Linked DNA regions of Zea mays: regions 1 and 2 are each linked to region 3. The links are chromatin contacts, called in public Hi-C maps. All regions are on one chromosome and are shown on one strand. Each heading gives the region's core, a stretch centred on a gene start, on an enhancer-like site or on the middle of the called end of the contact. The rest is flanking DNA. Distances are from core to core; before and after follow the strand shown. Region 1 holds the start of LOC100283613 (SEC13-related protein). Region 2 has its middle 48 kb from the start of LOC100283613. Region 3 holds the start of LOC542732 (calreticulin 2).

Region 1 (4,367 bases), core at 839-3,338, 320 kb before region 3:
AGCTTGGCGCACCGGACACTGTCTGGTGCACCACCGGACAGTCCGGTGCACCCAGACTGCGCAGAGTCTTGGCTGCTCAGCCAAGTCTTTTCCAAATTGGTCTTTTCTTGTTTCTAGCACTTAGACACAATACATTAGTCTCCAAAACAATGTACTAAGTCTTAGAAACATACCTTTACTCTTGATTTGCACTTCTTGAGTCTTTGGCACAAATATTACTCAAAGCATTTGTGTGGAGCACTTAATCACCAAAATCTTATAGAAATGTCCCAAGGGTACATTTCCCTTTCATATTTGACAATTAGTGTTTCGTTTTACAAAAATGCTTTTGAAAAGTGGTTTTAAAAGGTCCGACAGTCGAGCCGTGAGCTATGGTGGACGGGAAGTCCAGTAGTTGTTTTTGAAAATGAAAACCAGTGGGAAACTGCTGAGATACCTGGATGGTTTAGTCCAGGGGATTTTGTTCTACATTGAAAAACTTCCTGCTCCTTTGGGAAAGGATGCGCTTTGAAAAATACAAAATGTTTTACAAAATAACCCTGCATCAAATATTGCTCTTTCTGCAAAATATCCTGAGCTCCACATATTCCATGCATTATATCTGATTTCCCCATTTCGCGGGTGAAGGTGGGCTGCTGAGTACGTAAGTACTCACCCTTGCTTATTTGTTGTTTTTCAGAGAAGGAGATCGCTGATCGGGTAAAAGTTACGCCTGTTCCCAACCTTGCTTGTGGCTGTTGGACCGCTGATTTGCTTCGCTGCGTATATCGGGTTACTTCAGCCCCACTTTGATGATATGTCCCGAGTTGTGGACCAACTCTTAAAGTTGATCGCCACCTTTATAGGTTTGTCTCGTTTAAGCAGATCTGGAATCATCTGATGTATAAATGTGTTTACTAGGCTCCTGGGACTAGTAATTGTTACACATTTGAGTCCTAGAGGATTGGGGCGCTTCAACCGGTACTCTACAGGAACCCTTGGATCTGATCCAACAGCCCACAGTCGAGCCGTGGATTGGATCACAAGGTCTGATCCATCCGTCTGTCCCCAGATCGACGGTTAGGATTTTATGGCACGCGAACAACGATCGACGCTCGGATTCGGTCTTAACGGTCTCTATGGCGCGATCCTGAAGGGGTACGCCTAACTAATCGTGTCCGCGACTGCATGATGTAGGTTACAGATATGGAGGAGGGTCACCCGAGAACTCTGGTGCCACAAATAGGCGCATAGTGCTCCGGGATTTGAGCAACAGCTCGCACGTCCGTGCCGCAATCACGCCATTGTCGACGATCAGGTGGAGCGGTCACAGACGGCACTGGCCCACCTGGCAGCGTCTGCACGATCGCACGGAGTTTGTGGAATGGGAGAATGCCATGTGGGTCCGGGGTGTCAGCGTTAGGCGGATGCCGGATCGCGCGAAGGGGAGTCAAGTGGGCCGCATGATGATGATTCCCAACCGGGCCAAAAGCGTAGTCCGGGGCCCAATTAGGTTTCCCCCATTTCTTTTATTTCTTATTTTCTTTTCCCTTGTTTTTCTTCTCTATTTCAAATTTAGATTTTAAATTTGAATTTATATTTGTGAAGTTCATACTTAGGTTAAATGTCTATATTTTCATAACAATATGAACCGAATTTAATTCATTTAAATATTTATTTTATCTTATTTGTATAGTATTTTCTTCTCTTTTCTCCTCATTTTAAATTCTCAACTTTAGGTTTAAATGTCTATTTCACCATTTGTTTATTTCTAATATCATTACCTTAATAGACAAATACATAAACAAATAAGCACAAGCATGATCCATAGATTATTTAGGTGTATTTGGCTCTTAATCCTTTTTATTAAAGGTGTTTGTTCACATGTGGTAGTGGGTAGAAACAAGTCATATAAGGAAAAGAAATTCTTTACAACTTTGTTATTACACAATCTCGATACCATTAAAAGATCACCACTTTGGATCCATACCATTACTATCTCACTTACATGTGGGTCCACATGAGTCAATGACATGTGGGGTCCATGGTATATATCTAAAGTTTGGATCTTTTAATGGTATATATCCAATTGTTCCTTATTATAACATGGAAACAACTTTTTCATTGGGAAGAAATCAATTATTCCACCGAGCCGACCGATCGAGACCTCGCTCATCTTTGTAGGACACCCGCACCCTCCGCGTCGAACACCCGATCCGGACACCGCTCCAGGCTCCACCTCTCTCCCATCTCACGCCAACGCTCACTGGACCATTCCTCCGTGCTGGGGAGCGGCGGAGAGCTATCCACCTCGTCTCAGGCACCCTCTGGCGTCCCCCTCCCCCCGCCGCGTGCCGGCGAGCCGCGGAGATCCGGGGTTCTGACCTCGCCTCCTTCTGCTGGTATGGAATCGCTATTTTTCCGCGACTGCTTGTTCGTTTCGTTCTGTGGGATCTCCTGGCCGCTGCGTAACCCTAGATATCCGGACCGTTATGTTTGGTGACCTGGTGGGGCGGATCTGATCTTCAGCACTCTGTTTGCGCTTTTGTGGATTATTCGTTCTGTTTGTGCTGGTGTGGGTTTAATTGTCAGGATTTGTGGGGGGGGGGGGGGGGGGGGGGGGGGTGGGCTGAAATCCTGTTCGCTACGTTGAATCCGCCATCCGGTCGCGCTTCAGTGGCTTTGCGTGCGTTCGGTTGACGGCACGGTATTTGGATCGGAGTCACGGAAGGACGGGATCATCCTTGCGACAAGAAGGGGCGACCGCATCTGGATCTCCGCGGTGGCGCCCTCCCTGGCATTCGTGAATCTCCCTCTGTTGATTTCCCACATCCTCCACGCTCCCTCATCCTCGGTGTTGACCCTCAGCATCCTGCTATACCAGCGGATCTCGAGTTCCCTTGACCTGGAACCTGTTTCGTATTGCACGACATTATAAACACGAGTTATTGTTTCCTGAAGAAACATGAGTCTCTGAATGAAGAGGAAAATATGCCAAAGTCCACCGACTCTCAAATATAGTAACTTGCACACATAGTCCCGAATTGTGGAGAGATTTTGATATTTAGGACTCAATTTGCATGCCTTTCGAGATTTGACACCCCTATCACAGTGACATGTGGGGTCATTGACATGTGGCCAGAGTGTCAAATCTTGAAAGGCATGCGAATTGGGTCCCAAAATCTTAAATTTCTCCGAATTGTGAGGCATAAAGCAATTTTTGTCGAAAAGAGGAATGATGAAGCACAGAGGGGAAAAAATCGATGCGTGAGTAGTAGCCAGTTTTACTGATAACTGAGGATTCACCCACTTACAGGTCCATTCATGACTACTCCTTAGGTACTACTAACTCTATCAAGGTTTTTCAAGAGTTTATCTCATCTACTTCTACATGAGGTCTTGAGGGTGCTGATCAGGTCCTGGTATACAAGATAGATCATTAATTTAACACAAGCCTTAAGCAAGAATTAGAAGCAGGAAAATTACATGAAAGCACACTTAGGCACTGATAAAGACATGAGTTAAAATGGGGCTGTTGGATGGCTGCTCAATGCTCCGGATTGAAATCGGTGAAGAGGTAAGATGGGTTGATGGCTTGCTCTGTAGCTTTCTAAATGGAAGTCTGAGTGACTGAATAGAGCTAGAGCAAACTGTTCAGAATACTGACACAAATGCTAACTTCTGGCATTGAACTAGGGTCGAACATAACAGCTGGTTGCCATATAAATATTTTTGAATCATGTGTCAGGATTATCAAACACCGGTTGAGATGGTTTGGACATGTCTAACGGAGATCTCTAGAGGCACTAGTACGTAGTGGGATCCTAATGCGTGATAGCAATGAGAAGAGAGGTAGGGAAGGTCGAAGTTGACATGAGAAGATGCTTTAAAGGAGACTTAAAGTAATGGAATATACTTAAAGATTTAGCCTTGAATAGGAGTGCATGGGAAACAGCTATCCATGTGCTTGAACCTTGACTTGTGGTTTCTACTGGGTTTCAACTTTAGCTTACCCGACTTGCTTGGGACTAAAAGACTTTATTGTTGTTGTTTTATGTTTCAGGATTGTTGATTTAGTGGTTGTAAAATGGCAAAGCTTGGTAGTCATATATCACTCATGTAGGTACTCGCTATTTCATAGTACGTTGTTCATTGGGAGGTCTGAATATTTTAAGAACTTTTAGACAAAAGAAGTCAGCACAAGATGTCAAAACTCTACATGAGCATCTCAAATGTTGCACACAAGCATAAATGTACTTGTTTGAGCTTAAAAAAACTTAACCTGTAGGGGGTAAGACAACCCCTGGGCACCTGGTCCACCCATACACAACGGCACCATAGCCCATGTGAGAATGACTGCGACTAGGGCCGGGCCTTGGGCCTGTTTG
Region 2 (4,710 bases), core at 1,200-3,699, 270 kb before region 3:
TCCCCAAATTCTCCGCCTCTACTCGACTCTACGTCGATTAGAGGAGTTTAGGTCGGTCTACCCGAGCCTAGACACCACCTAGGATCTCTCCTCCCCGACGGGGTCCCTCCCGGGAGCGAGATCCAGGCGCCGCCGGCGATCTTCCGCCGCCCCTGCGCACGCGCGGACCGTCCGGCCCTAGGGCGCGGACCGTCCGGCCGTCAGGCAGGGAAACCGAGCTCCTGCACCAGGTCACGGACCGTCCGGCCCTGCGCCGCGGACCGTCCGCGCCTGACCAGAGAGCACCGCCGCCTCACGCCAGGTCGCGGACCGTCCGGCCTTGGGCCGCGGACCGTCCGTGCCTGACCAGAGAGCACCGCCGCTGGTTCTCTTGAGTAATTGGCGCCTCCAAAAAGGTGTCAACAGGCCCGTAGCAGGATGTTCTTGGTGTGCTGACATCGTCGGGTTGGATACGCTGACGCACGCAGGAGTTAATGTGATATCTTTGTGCTGTCACCTCCATCCTACACTGTAGCAGACGCGTCGCCCCATGATGCCATTGCCCACACAACTGACATAACTGCCTCGATAACCGTGTTATCCTAAGCGGGCATTAAATGCATCGTTGTGTGCCTCGGTAACGCGCGAAGCAGTCTTGTTAGTATGCACGACCTGTCAGACGCATGTCATGTTCTGCATGCGATAGAGAACGCCACGGTTGCCCCATAGTAAATGAGGGTAGTGGGTCTGCAGACAGGAGGCTTGCTTCTAGCCGACGGCTTGTGCCACATGCCCTGAGGGTATGTGGTGGCACTGGACTCCTACCTGGGTGGAGGGCTTGCGCCAAGGACACAGCTTGGCCGTAGGTTTTGGGCCTGCCCCCACGGGGTTCGGAAGGTACGTAAGGAGGTCCGATTACACGTGCTCACCGAGGACCCGTCCTGGGTGATCCGGATGGAGCGTGCGGGGGTCCGGGCCTTACCCATGAGATTCAGACCCGTATATGTAATCACTAAGCATACCCTTATCAGGTGGAACCAGTCCTGGCCTGCTCAGTTCTTTTAGTATACGATTAAAGTTACCCGCATCATCATTTATCTTGACACATTAACAGTGAGTATCCCGATCATGGGGTACCGACACGGGCCGACACAATCGGTCCGTCATGCTGTTTGCTGGTTTGGGCCCATAGCGGGATGTTCCTGGTGTGCTAACGCCGTCGGTCTGGATACACTAGCACATGCAGGAGATATCATCGTGCTATCACCTCCATCCCACACTGCAGCAGACAGCAGTGCGCGTCGCCTCATGATGCCATTTCCGACACAACCGAGATAACTGCCTCGATAACCTGTGTTATCCTGAGCGGACATTAAATGTGTCGCTCTGAGCCTCGGTAACGTGTGGAGAAGTCTTGTTACTTGTTAGTCTGCATGACCTGTCAGACGCATGCCATGTTCTGCATGCGACGGAGCACGCCACGGTCGCCCCACAGTAAATGAGGGTAGTGGGCGTGCAGACAGGAGGCTTGCTTCCAGCCGAAAACTTGTGCCACGTGCCCTGAGGCCACATGGCGGCACCGGACCCCTACATGGACGAAGGGCTTGCACCAAGGACGCAGCCTGGCCGTAGGTTCTCGGCATGCACCCCACGGGGTCCAGAAGGTACGTAAGGAGGTCTAATTACACGTGTGCACCGAGGACCCGTCCTAGGTGACCCGGATGGAGCGTGCGGGGGTCCGGGCCTTACCCATGGGGTCTGGACCCGTAGACGTAATCACTTAGCATACCCTTATCAGGTGGAACCGGTCCTACGGTGGTCGGCCTGCTCAGTTCTTTTAGCACACTGTTAGAGCTACCCACGTGATCATTTATCTTGACACGGTAGCAGTGGGTACCCCCGATCATGGGGTACAGACACGGGCCGACACAATCACTCTGATCAGCCCATGTGTCATACCTTCCTCCTCCCCTTCGACCCCACAACCTTTGCCCTTTATATTAGTGTTTATCCATATATTATACCACAAATTATTCAAAAAAGGAAAGAAGCTAATTATTAGGAGGGGAAAGAAAAATAAGCAATCCACATATATTTATCTCTTATAATTTTTATTAGTGTGTGTTATATTTTTATTAAACACAGTTGATGCTTAAGGAAGATGAGGCGTATTTTCTAAAACAGGTTATATATTAGTATTTTATGGAATAATTTATATACATGTATTATATTAGTATCCTTAAAAATTGGGAGTGCCGGATCCGGCCCATTCCCATCCGTGGTGCAGCAAGCCGCCAGCCCATTCCCATCCGTAGTGCTGCAGCAAGCCGTCAGTCAGCAACGAACATCCATGGGCGGTAAAAAACTTGCGCTGCTGAAGGTGAAAGCTGAAGCAGGACATGTGCTTCGTGAATCGTGATCGACCCGACTTGGCCCCGACTGAATACCGCCTCTGACTCTGACCCATCTCGCTCACGTCCCTGCACCAGGGTCCGGTCTCCGGTGGTGTGCACGTCCAGGAAGTCAAGTCTTGTGTGTCCTGTCCGGCAGGCAGCAGCGGCAAAGGCAACCACATGGACGAGCTCTACGATGACGAGAGGCAAGCCTTGGTACGTGCCGCCTCCATCAACCAGATGTGGCGGTTCAGATCGACTGATCCAGCGACCAGAAGACAACAGAGCTTACAGATAAAAAGACGAAATGGTCCGGCGTCGTGCCCACTTTGGCGACCACTTCAGCCGTGGAGCGAGCACTTCCACGTTGGGGATGGGGTCCGTCTCCGGTTTTATGCCGGTGCGCTCTGAGTTTATTTATTTATTAGCAACAGCACGTGCAAGGGCGGACCCAGGAAAAAATAGGAGTGAAGCCATAGTAGCATACTTGTAAGAATGAGCGCTAAAATACTAAAGGAGGGGCATCTAAGTTAGTCTGAGCAGGATACTTCATAATAAAAATCTAAACATTACTACTTACAACAGAGAAATGAGCGGGGCAAGTCACTCGTATCAACGTAGGTTCGCCTCTGACAGCACCACATCTCTCCCAGCTAACTACCAAAACGGCAGATTATAAGCTTGATCGTTGCTTTTTAGAGCTAGTTTGGTGATCAGGAAAATGAAGGGAATTTATAGAAAGGAATCCCCACCTAGGCTTCATGGTGTCGGATCAAGGGATCGAAGCTAATCAAGAAAAAATAGAGGTCATCCAACGCATGGGCCCCATCCATAACCTCAAGCGGGTACAACGACTGGTTGGGTGTGTCGTGCGCGCTCAGCTGGTTTGTGTCGAGACTAGGGGGAAAGGGATGCCCCTTTACAAGCTCTTGAGGAAAAGCGACCATTTTTCTTGGACGGTCGAAGCCCAGGAGACCCTCAATCGGATGAAGGTGTTCCTCACCTCGCCGCCGGTTTTAGTAGCGCCCGATCCCAACGAAACCCTCCTCCTTTACATTGTGGCCACCACCTAGGTGGCCAGCGCTGCACTAATGGTGGAAAGGGAAAGCGAGGGACATGTACTCAAGGTATAGAGGCATGTTTACCATGTCAGCGAGGTATTAACAGAGTCCAAGACACGATACCCTCGGATCTAGAAGTTGCTCAATGCGGTCCTCATCGCCAAGCAGAACTTGATCCACTACTTCGATCGACACCCTGTGTCGGTGGTGTCCACGACGCCCCTTGGCGAGATCATCCGAAATCGGGATGCGTTGTAACACAATGGAAAGTGGTCCCTTGATCTCAACAGGCTGGACATCATATACGTCGCTAGAACCACAGTCAAGTCTCATACCCTTGCTAACTTTGTCGCAGAATGGATGAAGGCACATGAACCACCACCGGTAGAGGACCCAGAATACTGGACCATGTATTTTGATGGGTCCTACCTCAAGACCAAAGCGGTGCGAGAGTCGTCCTCATGTCGCCTCAAGGACACAAGCTCTGTTATGCCATTTGTCTCTACTTTGACTCCACCAACAATGTCACTGAATACGAGGCCCTCGTCAATGGGCTCTGGATCGCGGTCGAGGTAGGGGCAAGATGGCTCCTGGTTAGGGGCGTCTCTAAGTTGGTTGTCGACTAGGTCATGAAGGCAATGGAACCACACGACCCAATAATGTGTGCATACTACGGTGAGGTACGAAAGCTGGAGAAGTTCAAAGGTTTCGAACTGCACCACAGTTATAGACGTTTCAACGCCGAGGCCGATGAGCTCTCAACCATAGCGTCGGGCGGAAACCCGTCCTAGTTGGAGTCTTTGTGTTCAAACTCTACGAACCATAAGTAAAAATCAAATAGACGAAGTTGGGAGCGGCAAGGAAATAGACGGCTAGGCCACCTCGGTAGCTCACATTGGCGAGTTGGTCGCAACGATCGACCGATAGGATTGGCACCAACCCCTTATCAACCGATTATCAGACTGAGCACTACCTAAAGACACAACCGAGGCTAGGATTCTCTCTCGCAAAGCAAAATCCTTCGTGATTATTGACGGAATGCTCTATAAGAAGAGTGCCTCTGGCATCAAGCAAAAATGCATCACGTTCGAAGAGGGGTGACAATTGCTTGCCGAAGTGCGCGGAGGAACGTGTGGGCACCATGCAGCCCCACACTTGCTCGTCGGCAAGGCATTCACACAAGGATTCTATTGGCCAATGGCCATGATCGACGCCGAACAAGTCGTTCGTACCTGTGAGGGCTGCCAGTACTACGTGTGGCAAACGCATATGCCGAC
Region 3 (4,286 bases), core at 872-3,371:
TGCGGTCACTTCGGCTCTGTCGACTGAAGAGCGCGCGTCAGGATAAGGTGTCAGGCGATCCTTGCATTAAATGTTCTTGCGATACGGTCGGTTGGCGTGGCGATCTGGCCAAGGTTGCTTCTCTGCGAAGACTGGGCCTCGGGCGAGCCGAAGGTGTGTCCGTTGCTTGAGGGGGCCCTCGGGCGAGACGTGAATCCTCTGGGGTCGGCTGCCTTTACCCGAGGCTAGGCTCGGGCGAGGCGAGATCGTGTCCCTTGAGAGGACTGAGCCTTGACCTTAATCGCGCCCATCAGGCCTTTGCAGCTTTGTGCTGATGGGGGTTACCAGCTGAGATTAGGAGTCCTAGGGGTACCCCTAATTATGGTCCCCGACAACTATAGACTGTAATGTTGGTAGGGTGGAGTTTGAATAAAGATATGTGTAAGCTACTGGAGATAGTCTAATATGATGTTAGTTAGAAATGTAAATGACACAGATATTATCTGTCCATATTCAAATTTGATCTGTCTAAGAGAGCTGAGATCTTATCCATATCGAGTTGGACACTCAGTATCCGTTTTTTATTCATATCCGTATTTTCAAATTTAGATATTTAAGATATTAATATCCATTTAAATTGTATCCAACAAAACTTGATATTATTTATATCAGATCTAAATCCTAAGAAAAAATATAAAATAAGTGTGTGTTTGAATGCACTAGAACTAATAGTTAGTGGCTAAAGGGAGTGTTTGAATGCACTAGAACTAATAATTTGTTGGCTAAAAATTATTACTGGAATTAGCTAGCTAACAAATAACTATCAAACTATTAACTAATTTACCAAAAATCTCAACTAATTTTAGCCACTAACTATTAGTTGTAGTGCATTCAAACACCCCTAGTTGACACATTCAAACACCCTAGCTAATAGTTCAACTATTAGCTATTTTTGGTAAATTAGTTAGTAGTTAGGGGGTGTTTGAATGCACTAGAGCTAATAGTTAGTGGCTAAAATTAGCTATAAACATCAAACACCCCTTCAACTATTAGTTATTTTTAGTAAAATTAGTTAATAGTTAGTCAGCCATTTGTTAGCTAGTTAATTCCACTAGCAATTTTTTAGCTAACTAGCTATTAGCTCTAGTGCATTCAAACATCTCCTTAGAGCATCTACAAAAGACTCTTTATTTTTGACTCTCTATTTAACTCTTTATTTGTCCCTCCATAAAGATTAAACTCTATATATAACATCTTATTCCAATAGACTCTCCAACATGTAGGTTAGCTTGGCTAGCGAGAGTTGCTAGCTAAATTTGGCCAGTGAGAATCAATGTAGAGAGCCGGATAACTTGGCAAATTAAATGGATAGTTTGTTGGAGAGCTATTTTGCTATTAAGGGGGTGTTTGGTTGCCCCTGCTAAAGTTTAGCCCGGGTCACATCAAGCGTTTGACTTTTAAATAGGAGTATGAAATATAGACCCAACTAACTGGACTAGATTCGTCTCGTCTTTTAATCTTCGGCTGACAAATTAGTTTTATAATCCGACTACATTTAATACCCGGAACGGAGGTTCAAACATTCGATGTGATAGGGGCTAAAGTTTAGTTTGGGTAACCAAACACCCCTAAATAGCTAAAATTTAGTTTGACAAGCTATTTAGCTTATCTTTTAGAGATGCTCTTAGGTAGCTATTTATTAGCTACTAATTCCACAACAAATTTTTAGTCAACTAATTATTAATTATGGTTCATTCAACACCCCTAAATAAGAAACCTGTAATATCCGTCTAATCCCATTACGCCCTAGGTGTTACATGCCTATAGAGGGAGGCTAGAAGCCTGGAACCAACCTAATTTTATTATTTCTACCTCCCTTCACGCAAGGATGACCTACCCGCTCCTCCGGAAACCTCCCAAACACGTCGAATTCGCCACGCGTCAATTCCCGACTGGCCGGACCATCGGAAGCTAGCCTTCCATTGGCCCGACGCTATGGCCCACACCCGCCACTGTGGCAGCAACCCTTACGCTCACCTTCATTGGACCCAGCCGTCAGGGAGACAAGCACTTGCGGTGAGCCCACCATGCAGGTGAGTGGAAACCGTAAACCCACCCACACCCCCTGCTCCTTTTAAGCAGCCCCGCTCGCTCTCCGCAGTGACCGATAGAACACGACCTGGGGGGTTCAGATCGGATCGGAAGCTTCCATAAGTTTCCATCGGGCTTCGCCGGTATGGCGATCCGCAAGGGGTCTTCGTACGCCGTCGCGGCACTTCTCGCGCTCGCCTCTGTCGCCGCCGTTGCAGGGGAGGTCTTCTTCCAGGAGAAGTTCGAAGGTGATTCCCTTGATCCCACCACTCGAACAGTGCGATCTGGTCTGTTGCGATGCGCCCTATGTCTTGGCCCGACCGCCCGAATGCAGTGCGTGTGAAATGTTAGGCATTAATTTCGTCGGACCAGTGGGTTTTTGGCTCGTTCATGCGATTTAACAGTGTGTAGGTGTGTGACGGTGGTCGTGATTTGCTCGTAAGATCTAGTGGCATGTATATATGGTGTTCGGTACTTCAGTTATCTCCGTATGCATGGATCCTGCGGTTGTGAATTTTCGTGCGGTAGTTTGGGTAATCTGTTCGAATAGTGTTGCCTTTGGTCAGCATTCATATTCGGCTGTATAGTGCGGTGAATCTTATGGCATTTCTGCTGAGGCGATCAAATTTTATACTATTTGTACCCTTGACCTGAATGTATTTTGATTTGGGATTATGTGTTGATGTTTATTTCACCTAGATTAGGAACATGTCGTGCAGTTCTCCAGAGTAAGTTTGGACCAGCTGGTGGTTCACATTAGGAATTATAGGATCTCCAATACTGACTGTCAGTTTTGTTGTACCACGAAGCATTTTGTAATTTTGACATTACCCTTCATGACATTTTGCACTGTTGTGATGGCCAGATGGCTGGGAAAGTCGGTGGGTCAAGTCCGAGTGGAAGAAGGATGAGAACATGGCTGGTGAATGGAACCACACCTCGGGAAAATGGAATGGAGATGCCGAGGACAAAGGTAAATTCCAAAACATCAGAAGATTGGTGGTTTCAGTTTATTTATGAGTTACTCAACACGTTTCTTGTTGCAGGTATTCAAACCTCCGAGGATTACAGGTTCTATGCCATTTCAGCCGAATACCCTGAGTTCAGCAACAAGGATAAGACCCTGGTGCTGCAGTTCTCTGTGAAGCACGAGCAGAAGCTTGACTGCGGTGGTGGCTACGTCAAGTTGCTGGGTGGTGGTGATGTAGACCAGAAGAAATTTGGTGGAGACACATCTTACAGGTAGACTTTGAACAATATTGTTGCGCTCCTTCTCCCTATCATATCTCATCTTGTACTTGTAACCTCATTCTTCTGTACTGCAGCATTATGTTTGGACCAGATATCTGTGGGTACAGCACCAAGAAGGTTCACACTATCCTGACCAAGGATGGCAAGAACCACTTGATCAAGAAGGATGTGCCTTGTGAGACTGATCAGTTGACTCATGTTTACACTTTGATCATCCGTCCTGATGCAACATACAGCATTCTCATTGATAATGAAGATAAGCAAACTGGCAGCATCTACGAGCACTGGGATATTCTTCCCCCTAAGAAAATCAAGGACCCAGAGGCTAAGAAGGTGTGAAGAGTTAATATTTATTATTGTGTTTCAATTTCTTTGTTTGCACCTGTTTGGAGATAATTGAGGTTTATGTGTTGATTGCAGCCTGAGGACTGGGATGACAAGGAGTACATTCCTGACCCTGAGGACAAGAAGCCAGAGGTAGTGTTTTATTTCTTGGCGCCCTAAGCTTATGTCTCTTACCTGACTACAATTTAAGAGCTTCTATTGTATAGTATTTAATGAGAAATTTGCTATTACGCAAGTCACTAGTTTCCTTAATTTTGGTGAACAGTACAGCTCATTGCCTTTTTCCCATTATTTTCCAGGGCTATGATGATATTCCCAAGGAAATTCCTGACCCTGATGCTAAGAAGGTACTTATGTGGTTATTTGTTATGTAGTTTCTATCATATGATTAATAACATGGGTATATAAATTCTAAAATGTCCATTGCAGCCTGAGGACTGGGACGATGAGGAAGATGGTGAATGGACTGCCCCTACCATTCCCAACCCAGAATACAAGGGACCATGGAAACAAAAGGTATGGCAGTTCCTTTTAACCTATAAACTGACAGCAATTCATATTCTGATATCTGACAGCATGTTGTTTCACTTGCCAGAAAATCAAGAACCCGAACTACCAGG

What was found. Hi-C and Micro-C count contacts between places; a contact is called where the count stands out from the background.
Region 1: a contact with region 3 is called in a Hi-C map of leaf, with 8 times the contacts expected there. The contact joins the promoter of LOC100283613 here to the promoter of LOC542732 in region 3. A contact is called at or near these places in 5 of 25 Hi-C or Micro-C datasets (bundle sheath, ear, endosperm and 2 more).
Region 2: a contact with region 3 is called in a Hi-C map of tassel, with 4 times the contacts expected there. The contact joins the enhancer-like site here to the promoter of LOC542732 in region 3. A contact is called at or near these places in 3 of 25 Hi-C or Micro-C datasets (ear, leaf and tassel) and 1 of 3 datasets of contacts at active chromatin or transcription factors (leaf).

The regions. Positions count from the first base shown.
Region 1 is chr7:25,635,030-25,639,396 of Zm-B73-REFERENCE-NAM-5.0, reverse strand. It overlaps LOC100283613 (SEC13-related protein), which reads left to right and starts at 2,088. Exons shown (of 2, transcript NM_001156514.1): 1 at 2,088-2,381.
Region 2 is chr7:25,586,525-25,591,234 of Zm-B73-REFERENCE-NAM-5.0, reverse strand. No RefSeq gene overlaps it. Among protein-coding and RNA genes, the nearest start is that of LOC100283613, 48 kb to the left of the region's middle. Within about 2 kb of position 2,449, at least 13 of the 20 cell types and tissues checked have an H3K27ac peak or open chromatin away from gene starts, as enhancers often do. A contact at or near this core is called in ear, leaf and tassel, where this site is marked.
Region 3 is chr7:25,313,393-25,317,678 of Zm-B73-REFERENCE-NAM-5.0, reverse strand. LOC542732 (calreticulin 2) reads left to right here and starts at 2,121. Exons shown (of 14, transcript NM_001309255.1): 1 at 2,121-2,318; 2 at 2,936-3,043; 3 at 3,117-3,312; 4 at 3,396-3,654; 5 at 3,742-3,798; 6 at 3,966-4,013; 7 at 4,096-4,182; 8 at 4,262-4,286. The coding sequence starts at 2,216.